2 separate regions of the Ovis aries genome follow, and region 2 is linked to region 1. A link is a contact called in public Hi-C data. All regions are on one chromosome and are shown on one strand. The core of a region is the stretch at or near the end of the contact, and the rest is flanking DNA. Distances in the headings are between cores, read along the strand shown. Region 1 has its middle 13 kb from the start of GGT5. Region 2 holds the start of SNRPD3 (small nuclear ribonucleoprotein D3 polypeptide).

Region 1 (5,829 bases), core at 135-2,634:
CCCACGTTCATCGCTGTGTCCCTGGATGCAGACGCACCCCTGCCCCCGCTGGGGGCTCAGTTACCCCCTGTGAGCTGGTGGGTTCCCTCTCTGCCCAGGCTCTAGCCCAGTTTTCTGGAACATCAGACTCACATGCCCACCCACCCACCTGCCTCCCACCTCCTGAGCACCTGGACCCTCAGGAACCTACCTCAGACTCAACACGCCAAACCAGAAGCCAGCTCTGAGGCAGCCACACATTCTCCAGTGGCCTCCTTTCCCCACTCGGAGACGGTCACCCAGGCCTCCCCCTCCATCTGCGTGGCCTGGCCTTGGTTCCATCTTTATCCCTCTCTCTGCCTCCTGGCCGCTGCCACCATCTCAGTCCACTCCCCACTCAAGACAGCCGTGACCCTTCAAATGCATACCTCATCCTGCGAGGAGGCCACACGGGGGTCCTCCTTGGCCTCCAGCGCCCCTGGAGGAAACCCCGTCCCCACGCCCTGCTCATCCCACCCTGCGAGACTTGCTGGCCCCTACCCACGTCTCTCGTGGACCACAAGCCACGCCAACCAGGCACGTTCCCAGCCCAGTTGGCGACTCTTACAGCTTCTGTAAACATCTCGTTAAACAGAGGCAACCAAAGCCAAGACTGCAGTATTGTCAAAACAACATTCACGTGTATACAGATCAGTCCCCACCGAGCAGAGTGAGAGGTGAAACAATCTGCCTGTCGGTGCAAGAGATGTGGGTTTGATTAGGAAGGTCCCCTGGAGTAGGAAATGGCAACCCACTCAGGTATTATTCTTGCCTGGGAAATCCCATGGACAGAGGACCCTGGCGGGCCACAGTGCAGGGGGTTGCAAAGAGTACATGGTTGAGCACGCATGCACGCAGGGCTCAGAGGAAAATTCACTGTCCTAGTTACATTAAAATAATCAAAGCATCTCATGTAAGACGTTAGTAAAAGAACAATCAGAACAGTAGGGAAAGCAAGAGGAAGACTTTAGGAGCAACTGAAGCAGAAATTGAGAATTTGCAGTCGGCTCTTGCAAAAGACATACAGCTGTCGGCTAGCCAATCAGTAAAAATCAAGGAAGAAAAAAAAAAAAAAATCAAGGAAGAGTAAATACACAAAGAATGAAATGAGAATGGGGAAATAACGTAAGCTATGGAGGAAGTTAAAAGTCCTAGGAAAGATGACTCATTTCAATAAAAATAAATTTGGAAAGTTGACGAAATAACCTTTCTAGGATAAATAGGATTCCGGTACTTAACACAAAACATCTCTGTTTATCAGAAACTCAGATTTAATTGGGCAGGCTTACAGGTCCCAGGAGGAGCAAAGATCTAGGTGGGTCAAGGATCACACAGAAAAGCTGAGAACGTTGCAGGAACAGTGGCCTACCTCAAACGCCCTTCTGGAAAGTTCCCCAGTGTCCTGCCATTAGGACCAGAGGCTTCTCCTGCCAATTGTGTTCAGGAAACTCAACACAAAGTCCTCAAAAAAAAAAAAAAAAAAAAACTCGCAAGGAGACTCCAAGCAACACATTCAAAAGGACAGCATGTCCCCAGCGGGCCCAACAGCAGGTCGGCCGGGAATGTCTGTGAGGGCCTGGACTCCCCTCTCAGCAGAGGAGAAAAACCAGAGCCATCTCCACGGAGAGGCGTCTGACAGAAGCAAACGCTCCTCCTGGATTAAGAAAAAAACAACCCACAGACCTGACACCCCAAACACTGCAAGGGACACATGGGTACTCGCATCCCATGAGTACCTGTCCCAAACAACAATAACATCTGCTGGACACTGACCACGGGCCGGAGCCACGCTATCGCTTTCCATGTATGAATCCGTGTAATCCTCCCGAGTGGAAGGGAGCCATGATGACCCCCATCTCACAAAGAGACAGCGCGCGCTCAGTCATATCGACTCTGTGCCCCCCCTGGTCTGCAGCCCGCCAGGCTCTGCTGTCCGTGGGATTCTCCAGGCAAGAACACTGGAGTGGGTTGCCGTTTCCTTCTCCAGGAGATCTTCCCGACCCAGGGATCGCACCCGAGCCTCCTGCATCTCCTGAAACTGGCGGGCGGATTCTTTCTCCGAGCCACCTGGGAGGCCCACGTCGAGGATCCTGAAGTCCCAAAGCTCCTAGGGTCCTGGAGCGTAAGTGCCAGAGGTGGAAACCTGGGAGGCAGGCCGAGTAAAGCAGTCTGGACCCCCTCCCTCACACCACATACAGAAATTAATTTGGGATGAACCTTAGGCCTAAATGGTAAATCTAAAATAGTTGCAGGGGTTGGGGGGTGATAGACCTCAAGAGGAGGGGGATACATATAGAAACTTCTCATGGCTGATTCACGCTGTTGTAGAGCAGAAGCCGACACAAAGTTGTAACCCAATTAACCTCCAGTGAGAAAGAAAAAGTCATAAAATAATTGCCTCAGCAACTGGTCCAGCATCACTGATTATAAAGACCTTCACTTTCTCGATACATTGTATCAGTGCTTTTGTGAAGCAGACAAGAACTCCAGTGAAGCAAGCCATCAGACTTTAAAACACACTGTAAACGCAGCTAGAAGAGCATGGGAAGAAACCTCAAATCCGTCAGCCACCAAGTCCACAAAGAAACGCAAATATATATGGGACTTTTGTCTCTGCTAAAAGAGCACTTCAGAGCAGTAGGGAAAAGATGAATTGTTAACCATCAGTACGAGAGCAAGCAGGTAGCCATCTGAGAGAGTAAAGCAGGGCCCCTGCTCTTTTTATTTAACTCCAGTAGGACCAAGATTTAAGAATAAACCCATTTAAAAATGCAACTGGAAAGAAAAGGAAAAAAAACCCAAAAGTAAAATTTTTCATTAGAAATGAAACTACCCTACCCCCTCCCAAAAAAAACACCATACAGATATTGTAAGAAAATGAGAGGATGTTCTATCTATGATCTTTGAGTAGGGAAGTCCTTTATTGGGCATGACGTAAAATCAGGGAGCCATGTCGTTGTTGTTGTTTTAAAAAGGATGCTGGGGAGACGGGGATGGACATGTACACCCTGTTCTATTTGAGATGGATGACCAGGAAGGACTATTGTGCTGCACACGGGACTCTGCTCCATACCATGTGGCAGCCTGGATGGGAGGGACCCTGGGGGCAGAATGCTTGTATGTGTGCGTGTGTGTGTGGCTGAGTCCCTTCACTGCTCACCTGAAACTGTCACAAATAAAAAGGTTTTGTTTTCTTTTTTAAAGAAAGGGTAAACTAGGACCTCGGTTGGGACTCTGTGCTTCTAATGCAGGGGGTGGGGTTTGATCCCCGGTCAGGAAACTAAGATCCCAACACACTGAGCAGGATGGTCAAAGCTGTTTTCAAAAGAGGAAAGATCTGAACACATGGACATTTAAAACGTCAATGTGGAAAATATTTTAAAAGACCAATGACAACCTTGGGGAAAGATAGTTTCAATACATAACGTGACCTGAGCCTGCTTTCTTTAGTATTTAAATATTTAATAGCAAAGACCAAGACTCCCTTAGAAAGACCCGCAAGGACGTGACTCATGAGACTCTGGGAAGAGAGCTGCAAATGCTTACTCCAGTGTACACAGTCACTCAGCCTCACTGATAAATGTGCCAGTTAAAACAATGAGATCCCACAGAGCAAACAGCTGCAGCCCAGAGGCTTCGTCTCTGAATGCTTCCAAACGCTGATAGCAGGGGAGAAAAACAGTCTTACACAAACTTCCCCAGAACAGAGAAAATATTGCCCAACTTTTAATGAGGCCAGCAGAATCCTGAGAACAAAACTTGACAAGGACATCTCATGAAGGAAAAGTACAGGGTGATTTCATTCACTCGCAGAGGTGAAAAATTCCTAAATGATATATGAATTCACCACTATCAATTTGGGTTTATTCTGGGAATGCGTGATCGGTTGAACATTACAAAATCAAGCAATTCTGGGAACTCCCTAGCAGTCTAGTGGTTAGGACCGCCAAGGGCCTGAGTTCAATCCCTGGCCTGGGAATTAAGATCCCACAAACCCGGCAACACGGCCAAACAAACAAAAACAAACCCTCAAGCGATGCAATCCCCCGTGTTAACGGACTAACAGAACAGAGAGGAAAAAAACCACCCACCCTCTCAACAAATGCAGAAAGGCGTCTGATACTTTGCGAACTTCCATTGACGACAAAAACTCAGAGGAACTAGGCACAGAAGGAAACTTGCTGAACCTGGTAAGCGGCGGCTACGAAAGCCCACTGGAAACGCCATGCTTCACAGCGAAACCTACCAGCCTTCCTTTTGAGACTGAGGCCAACTTCTCCTGAGAAGGACACACGGCGTTTGCTGGCTTTCCCTGTTTCCTTTCCACGCGGAAAGAGAAGTCCTTGCCCAGCCAATCAGGTGAGAAAAACAGACAAAAGGTGAAAGAACAGGCAAGGAGGACACAAAACTGTCCGTACGTGCAGGTACTTAAGAGGAAAGCTGAGAGAAACCCCAGGGGGATGAGCAAGGCCGCCGGAGCCGAGGGAAGCGCGCAAAGAGCACCGCTATCTCTACGCGCCCCTCACGAACAGAAGGCATTTCTTTCTGGACTGAAACCACTTATGATCGCATTTTAAAAAACCCAAGCCTCGAAGTAAAAGAAACAGGTATTCAAGACCCCGACGCTGACCAGCGCTGCAAACTATACGGGCAGGATGTGAAGAAGTGGAAGTGAAGAGGAGTCGCTCAGTCGTGTCCGACCCTTTGCGACCCATGGACCGCAGCCCACCAGGCTCCTCCGTCCCTGGGATTCTCCAGGCAAGAGCACTGGAGTGGGTGCCATTTCCCTCTCCAAATGTGAAGAAGGCTTGAATAAACACAAGGTTATACTATGTTCACAGATGAAAAGAGTTAGGACGGTGCAGAGACCAGTTCTCCCCACATCCACCCATAAATCCGATGCAATTCTAATAAAAATCCTCTTTTTTTGGGGGGGTCTGTTTGTGGGTTTTTCTTTTGTGTGTGTAAGTTGGTGAGCTGATGTTAAAACTCATGTGGGAACACCAAGGACTAGGGCCAGCCCCGGCAGTGCTGAGTGAAAGTGGAAGTCGCTCAGTCGTGTCCGACTCTCTGTGAGCCCCCCGGACTATTCAGTCCATGGAGTTCTCCAGGCTAGAATACTGGAGTGGGTAGTCTTTCCCTTCTCCAGGGGATCTTCCCAACCCAGGGATCAAACCCAGGTCTCCCGCATTGCAGGCGGTCTTAAGGAAGAGCGTAACAGAGGACTCACACTACCTGATGTCGGGAGCAAGCCACGGTAACTGGGCGACCTGGCGCCAGCACAGCGATACGCTGGACCCTGGGACGGGACAGTCACCCGACCTCTGACAGAGGAGACACGGCAGTGCAACGCGGCCGGGACTGTGTTTCAAAAGACAGAGCCGAGCCCACCAGGTATTCACGTGAGACAGGCGTGTCCCGACCTGCCCCACACAAGGCACAGACACCACTCCAGGTGCATCTCATCACAAAATCGGACACAACAACGCCTTCATCGGAGCCGCAGAGCAGCTCGGCGACCGGGAGAGGCAAACAGGATGCAAAAAGCCCCGAGTGTAACAGAAACCGCCCCGATGAACCTACACCGAGCAGCAGCATTCTGAAGAAAGAAAACGCCGAGCGCAGCTCGCGGTCCGCCGCCTGGGGACTGAGAGGCAAGGAAATTCTCCTGTTTGACTTTTAAGATTTTTAATTGTGGTGAAATACAGGTGGGGCTTCCCTGGTGGCTCAGTGGTAAAGACTCTGCCTGCCAATGCAGGAGATACGGGTTTCCATCCCTGGGTCCGGGAAGACCCCCAGGAGGAGGAAACG
Region 2 (6,126 bases), core at 412-2,911, 61 kb before region 1:
CCCCATGGATGCCTCAGGGCTGGGGTCTCCCCCGTGCGGGCACCTCACTGTAGAGTTCACCAGCCCTTTCTTGTCAACTGTATGTTGCAGAGGGGATGGGGAACCACTGCTCGCCCTCTCCCACTCAGAAAAGCACACGGAGGCTGGCCGCTGATTTATCAGTGTGTGCCCCCTTCCCCACCCCCCAGCAAAGGAACTCAGGCGCTGGGGAAGGCGGGACTAGAGAAGGAAGACTCCGTAGCAAGACAACAGGCAGGAGTCTGGGAGGCCAGGGGCAGGCTGTCCCTCCCTGCCCTGCCAGTTGCCTGCCCCGTCTAAGGCCTCAGTTACCGGAGAGGGGACAGGCTCTCCCCAAAGCAGCTCCAAAGAGGACTTTTCGCTCCAGGGAAAGGTGACCCCTCCCCCCGCCCCGGCCGCTCAACCAGGACCCTCCTTCCCTCCATGACCGCAAGCGAGAGATGCCCAGGGGTGTCCCTGCTCAGGGAGTTATCAGGAAAAACAAACAAACCCCAACTGACCGTAGCCGGCCCGGCGGGACCCGCCGGAGCGCACACCTGCCCAGGTTTTGCTCAGAGCTCAACAGCCGGGGCCGCGGCGGCGGTCGGCCCAAGGTCGCGCGGCCGGACCCTGCCCGGCGCTCGGGCGGGGTTCCCCCCCAAACTCGATTCCCAGGCTGAGGGCTGCCCCCCAACCCTGATCCCGGATCCCCGATCCCCAGGGCCCTGCCCCGCGCCCACCGCGATCCCCGGGGTCAGGGCCGCCCCCCGATCCCCGGGGCCCTGCCCCGCGCCCACCGCGATCCCCGGGGTCAGGGCCGCCCCCCGATCCCCAGGGCCCTGCCCCGCGCCCACCGCGATCCCCGGGGTCAGGGCCGCCCCCCGATCCCCGGGGCCCTGCCCGGCGCCCACCGCGATCCCCGGGGTCAGGGCCGCCCCCCGATCCCCGGGGCCCTGCCCCGCGCCCACCGCGATCCCCGGGGTGACGGGGGGACCACACTGACCGGGCTCGAGCGGCGGCCCCGCTGCCTGCGCGTCCACCTCCGTCCTCATGACCCGGGCGGCGCGGGGCTCCCATGGCCCCGGCCCGGCGCGGGCTGCAGCTCTGGCGTCGACTGGGGACGGGAGCGCGCGGCCGGCGCGCGCCGGCTCCCCGGGCGGCCAGCACCAGCGCCCCGGGGGGAGCGGGGGCGGGAGGCGGCGGCGGCCCCAGGCCCCGCCCCGGCCCGCCCCGGCCCGCCCCGGCTCCCACGCCGGCGGCCCCCCGGCCCGCTGCTCCGGGTCCCCGCTCTCCCTGTCCGCACGCCGGGGGCACTCGCCTCGCTCGGGGCACCCCTTCCCCGGCGCCGTCGGCTTCCCAGGCTTCCCCTGCGGGGGCAGGTCCCGGCCCCGGGCCCCCGCCGCCGCCGCCGCCCGCCTCGCTGTCCAGCCCGCGTCTGGCGTCGGGCGCTGGGGACCGCGAGTCCCCCTCGGCCCGGGCCGGCCCGAGGGTCGCTGTTTCCGGCGGCACCTGGGTCCGGTCATCAGCCCCGCTCTTCCCCGGGCCCGGAACTATTGTACCCGAGCTCGGGTTCCCCAGCCGGCGCGGTAAGGATGAACGCGAAGGCGAGAGACGTCGCCCGCCGCCACTCGGGTAAAGGAAGGGGGCGGGCCCTGCGCGAGGCATTTTGGGAACGCGTGGTATTCTGGGAGCGCGCGGCCCGCCATTCGCGCCCTCACGCCTTCGCAGTCGCCGGAGTTCCGTCTGCCCTGCCGCCTCTGAAAGAGGAGCCCGGAGCCGGTGAGGACGGGGCCGGGGGTGCGGGGAGGGCGAGGGCTAGGCCGAGGTCCCGCGGGGGGCCGGGGGGCTGGAGGAGGACGCGCCGCCGAGGAGCCCTGCGGTGCTCGTGGAGGGAGAGCCGCGGGGAGCTGGGCCACCCCGACCCCCAGCGGCGCCTCCCAAGCGCCTGGAGGTGCGTTCGTTAGCTTTTTCCCCGAAGTACTTGCTCTTCGGTTTCCGAACCTCTCCAGGCCGGTGTTTCTCGAAGTATCCAGGCAGTGGTCTTGAGATCGTTCCTGGCTGGTGGCCACCTTCCCCCCAGATCCCTACTTGGCTGATTTCTTTTCAAAGCCCTTGGCATCTCTGCCTCCCTCCCCCTTCCAGGACCTGATCCCCTAACGCTGGAAACACAGGTTATCACATTTCCTTGCTTCTGTCTAAATCGTGTTGCAGCGTCTTGTAACTCCGGCTGCCCTTCCGTGGGGTAGTCTCTGTGCTGCCCCGGTTCCCCCAGCTGCGGTTCAGCGTTGTCCTCAGCAATGGAACCTGTTTTTTCCTAACCTCTCCCGGTCCTTTTCCTCTCTTTCGACCTCCTGCTGCGTGTCAACCGAAAAAATACCGCCACCTAAAAGCTGAGAATTAGGTTTATTCGGTGGGAATCATGAGGACTCCGAGCCCGGAAGACAGGATTTCAGGCGACCCCTGGGAGAGAGAAATGTTGGGTGGGGTGGAGTCAGGCTACAAAGAAGTTTGCAGCAAGGGGCAGGTAATCTGAATATTAAAAGATGACTGTTGAGTAATGGAGACCAGATCTCCGGCCTGAAGAGATTTAATACTTTTCTGTTCTTTGGGAAGATGCAAGAGTCCGGGCTTCCTGAAATCTTTTCTTTCACATGCATCTCAGCTATCTGGGGCCAATTCCTGCTTTTCGGCTGTTCACAGCCTAATTCCTCCTTTACCCTAAAGTTAAGGTACGAGGGACCGCCTCTTGTGCTTCTGACATCCCCCAGCTCCTCAGCACTTACAGGAAGTAACGGACAGCTGCCAAAAAGCCAGTATGGTTTTTACCTGGGCTTAAAAATTTGCATTTGGAAGGCTGGAATACCAGATGGCTGCGACGTGCCTTGATTACTGGAGAGCAGAAAGCATTTCATTTTACAGAAGTTTTCGTTTTATACACCCGTCTTGGGATTGAAAAAATCCACTTGCTTTTTTTCTCTCTTAATTAGATCAAGTCGGGGTTCTCCCTGGTTATATTTTCCCTCCAGGGTGAGCGTTTCCCACTTGTAGCACGCCGCCACCTTGTGAACACTTGGATATTTTCTCTTTAGCTTAATGGTGAAGTAAGTAGACGGTCAGAGTGCTTAATGGGTTGAATTAAACGCACAGCCCCGTCTGAGCTTCCCAGATGGCGCTAGTGGTTAAAAAGACCTCTTGCCAGTGCAGGAGATGTAAGAGACGTGGGCTCCATCCCTGGGTGGGGAAGATCCCCTGGAAAAGGGCGTGGCAGCCCACTCCAGTATTGTTGCCTGGAGAATCCCACGGACAGAGGAACCTGGTGGGCTACAGTCCATGGGGTCGCAGAGAGTCAGAAAAGCGACTTAACATGCGCACTCAAGAGCCCTGTGGTGGAAGGAAGATGGGAGGCAGCTCTTTCCCGTCAGCTTTCCCCCTGTTGAGGCCCTGTTCCTCCCCACTCACACCCTGCACGTGTTTGCCAGATGGGTCCTTCAAGCTCAGAATTCAGCTAAAAAAAAAACTAGTGCACCTCTGGCAACTTTGCTGAGTTTTCCAGAGTGTCAGCCTTGAGGGGTTGTGGTGTTTGCACATGCGTTCTTGGGCGTCGGAAGATGAGCTAACTGCTGTCTCTCTCTCACCGCAGAACTCTCTTCCTGCCGGGATGTCTATCGGAGTGCCGATCAAAGTCCTCCACGAGGCCGAGGGCCACATCGTGACGTGTGAGACGAACACTGGCGAGGTGTATCGGGGCAAGCTCATCGAGGCGGAGGACAACATGAACTGCCAGGTGCCCTGCTCTGTGCGGGGCCGGGGCGGGCCGGAGCCTCGGAGGGCAGGGCGCGGGCGGCTGGGGCTCCTTGAGGTTCTTGCTCAGCGGTGGTTCACCGAGTGCCTAAGCTGTGCCAGGCCCTATTAGAGGTGCCAGAGAGGCGGGCATCAGTGAGAGCCTCTTGGAGGTTGAGAATATGAAACCTAGAATCTGACTGTTTAGATTGCTCGTCCTTCGCTGCTCCCAGTCCCGTGGTTGTCTTCTCACGGACTTTGGGCCCATTTAAGAGAAGCAGCACAGCCTTCCGGAGGAGGCAGTGGCACCCCACTCCAGCGCTCTTGCCTGGAAAATCCTGTGGACGGGGAGCCTGGCGGGCTGCGGTCTGTGGGGTCGCACAGAGTCGGACACGACTGAAGCGACTCAGCAGCAGCAGCGCAGCCTTCAGCGGAGCCGTCAGGCTCAGCGCCCCCGCCCCGCACAGCGCGTTTGCACAGTGCTTTGCAGCTAGCAGAGTCTTCGCTCGCATACTCTGGGTATTTGCCATTTTCCTAGCAGAAGCACCTCGTGTGACTGCACTCGGAGCAAATACTTGGCCAAGCAAGCAGGTTTGGGTGATAGTTTTATCCATGAAATGGGAAGAATGAGATTACGGGACTCACCTGCTGAATATCGCTCTGCCAAGACGTGTTGGACCCACTGCTTGGTGCGCTTCCCTTCCCACGGCGCGTGAATTCGCATGGCATCGCTTTACAGTGTGGGTCGCAGTTTCTGTTTAGGAGCTTGGGCTTTGGAATTGGATGTGGGTTTGAATTTCAGCTGGCTTTGGAATGTTAATTACCTGTTTGTTCATCTGTAAAAGGCGGATAGAGTTAACTCGGCAAGAGATTGACTGGGGGAGCTGACTGCTGCAGAGGGTCAAGGGGCAGGGGCAGGGGCAGGAGAGCTTTTGGTGTAGGGCGCGGGTCTGACCCGGAGGAGCGGGTGGCGACTAGGAGAGCCTCCGACAGCAGCGCTGCCCTGGGGAAGTCTCAGCTCAGCCAACGTTGCTCATCACCCAAACTAGTACACATTGTGAAGAAGATTACTCACCCAGTAAAGTGGTGTGGCCACTGGCATAAGTGGGGAGATACAGGACTCCATAGTGTTCCCAGTTTTATGAAGACGAGAACCAGGCTATAAATGATACGTTAAAATGCTTTAAAAAGATTTTGAGGAAGGCTCACGTGAGTAGTTGCTTTTCAGTGAGAAGTTATATGTGGTTGAAAGTGAAGTCGCTCAGTTGTGTCCGGCTCTTTGCGACCCCATGGACTGTAGCCCACCAGGCTCCTCCCTCCATGGGATTCTCCAGGCAAGAGTACTGGAGTGGGGTGCCATTTTCCATTTAAAATTTTTTAAAAATATTTTTCTCATTTTGAAACGTCAATCGTGTGTTAAGTTTGTGATCATCAAAGCACAGTAAATATTACCTTTTTAAAAAAAAAAAAAGTAAGGGCCAAGTCCAGACTTTCACTACACTTAAAGCAGCGTGATTCCCAGACGTTTTGCCAGGGAAGGTGATGGTTAATGGATTCCGCGGAAGTGACGCTCTGCGGGTGTTGGCATGCTCACCCCTTCGGTGACAGGTCAGTGTGGGCTGTTATCTTGGCCGTAGGAGCCCCCCGCGATGTTCTCTGAGCTCTCCTGGGGAGCGGGCTGCGGTCCTAGCCCCCTTCACGCGTGCCCGTCGTGCGCGTGTGCCCGTGCTCCCTCCCGCTGTGCTGTTAAGCCAGGCACCCCAGCATGGGGTCTGTTCTTTCACCTGCAGCACCTCCAGTGTTTGGGGCGTGCAGGCTGTCCCTCATGGCCCAGCCCCGGACCCCTCAGTGCGTGTAGCAGTTGCTCCAAGCTTGCTTTTTCACGCCACGGATGACTTGGTGAAGACTAGAGGCTGGTTGTTTTGTTAGGCTGTGCTTTGATTAGGGCTTCTCTGACGTTTTCTCATTTGGGTTACGCTTTGGGGGGTGTTGTGACTTTTGTGTCCTGAGGTGAACCTGATCTTCTGGTTGAGGTGTTGTGTGTGCCCTTCAGGGCCTGCTTCTTTTCCTTTCGTGACTGATGAGCGTTTCCTGGGGAGGTTCTTTAATAAATGCCTTGTAAAGTTCTGTTTCTCAGCGGTCTCCCGGTGGCCAGCCCTGCCTCGCGCCCGGTGAAGGTTCTTGCTTGAATCTTGGTGGAGTTATAACCGTTGCAAGGGCGCTTTCCTTCTGCCATGGGACTTCCTGTGTTCTCTGGGTCTGCTCTGCGGGCCTCTCCGTGTATTCCCGCGTTTGTTCTCCACATGGGCTCACGCTATCCGTGTGTTTGTGACGGGGTTGTGACCCGTT

What was found. Hi-C and Micro-C count contacts between places; a contact is called where the count stands out from the background.
Region 2: a contact with region 1 is called in a Hi-C map of tail adipose tissue, with 2.5 times the contacts expected there. The contact joins the promoter of SNRPD3 here to the enhancer-like site in region 1. A contact is called at or near these places in 2 of 16 Hi-C or Micro-C datasets (liver and tail adipose tissue).

What each region holds. Positions count from the first base shown.
Region 1 is chr17:71,484,901-71,490,729 of ARS-UI_Ramb_v3.0, reverse strand. No RefSeq gene overlaps it. Among named protein-coding and RNA genes, the nearest start is that of GGT5, 13 kb to the left of the region's middle. Within about 2 kb of position 1,384, at least 6 of the 54 cell types and tissues checked have an H3K27ac peak or open chromatin away from gene starts, as enhancers often do. A contact at or near this core is called in tail adipose tissue, where this site is marked.
Region 2 is chr17:71,545,902-71,552,027 of ARS-UI_Ramb_v3.0, reverse strand. It overlaps SNRPD3 (small nuclear ribonucleoprotein D3 polypeptide), which reads left to right and starts at 1,661. Exons shown (of 4, transcript XM_027956849.3): 1 at 1,661-1,776; 2 at 3,638-3,781. The coding sequence starts at 3,656. GUCD1 (guanylyl cyclase domain containing 1) reads right to left here and starts at 1,558. Exons shown (of 6, transcript XM_042234160.2): 1 at 1,316-1,558. The coding sequence starts at 1,520.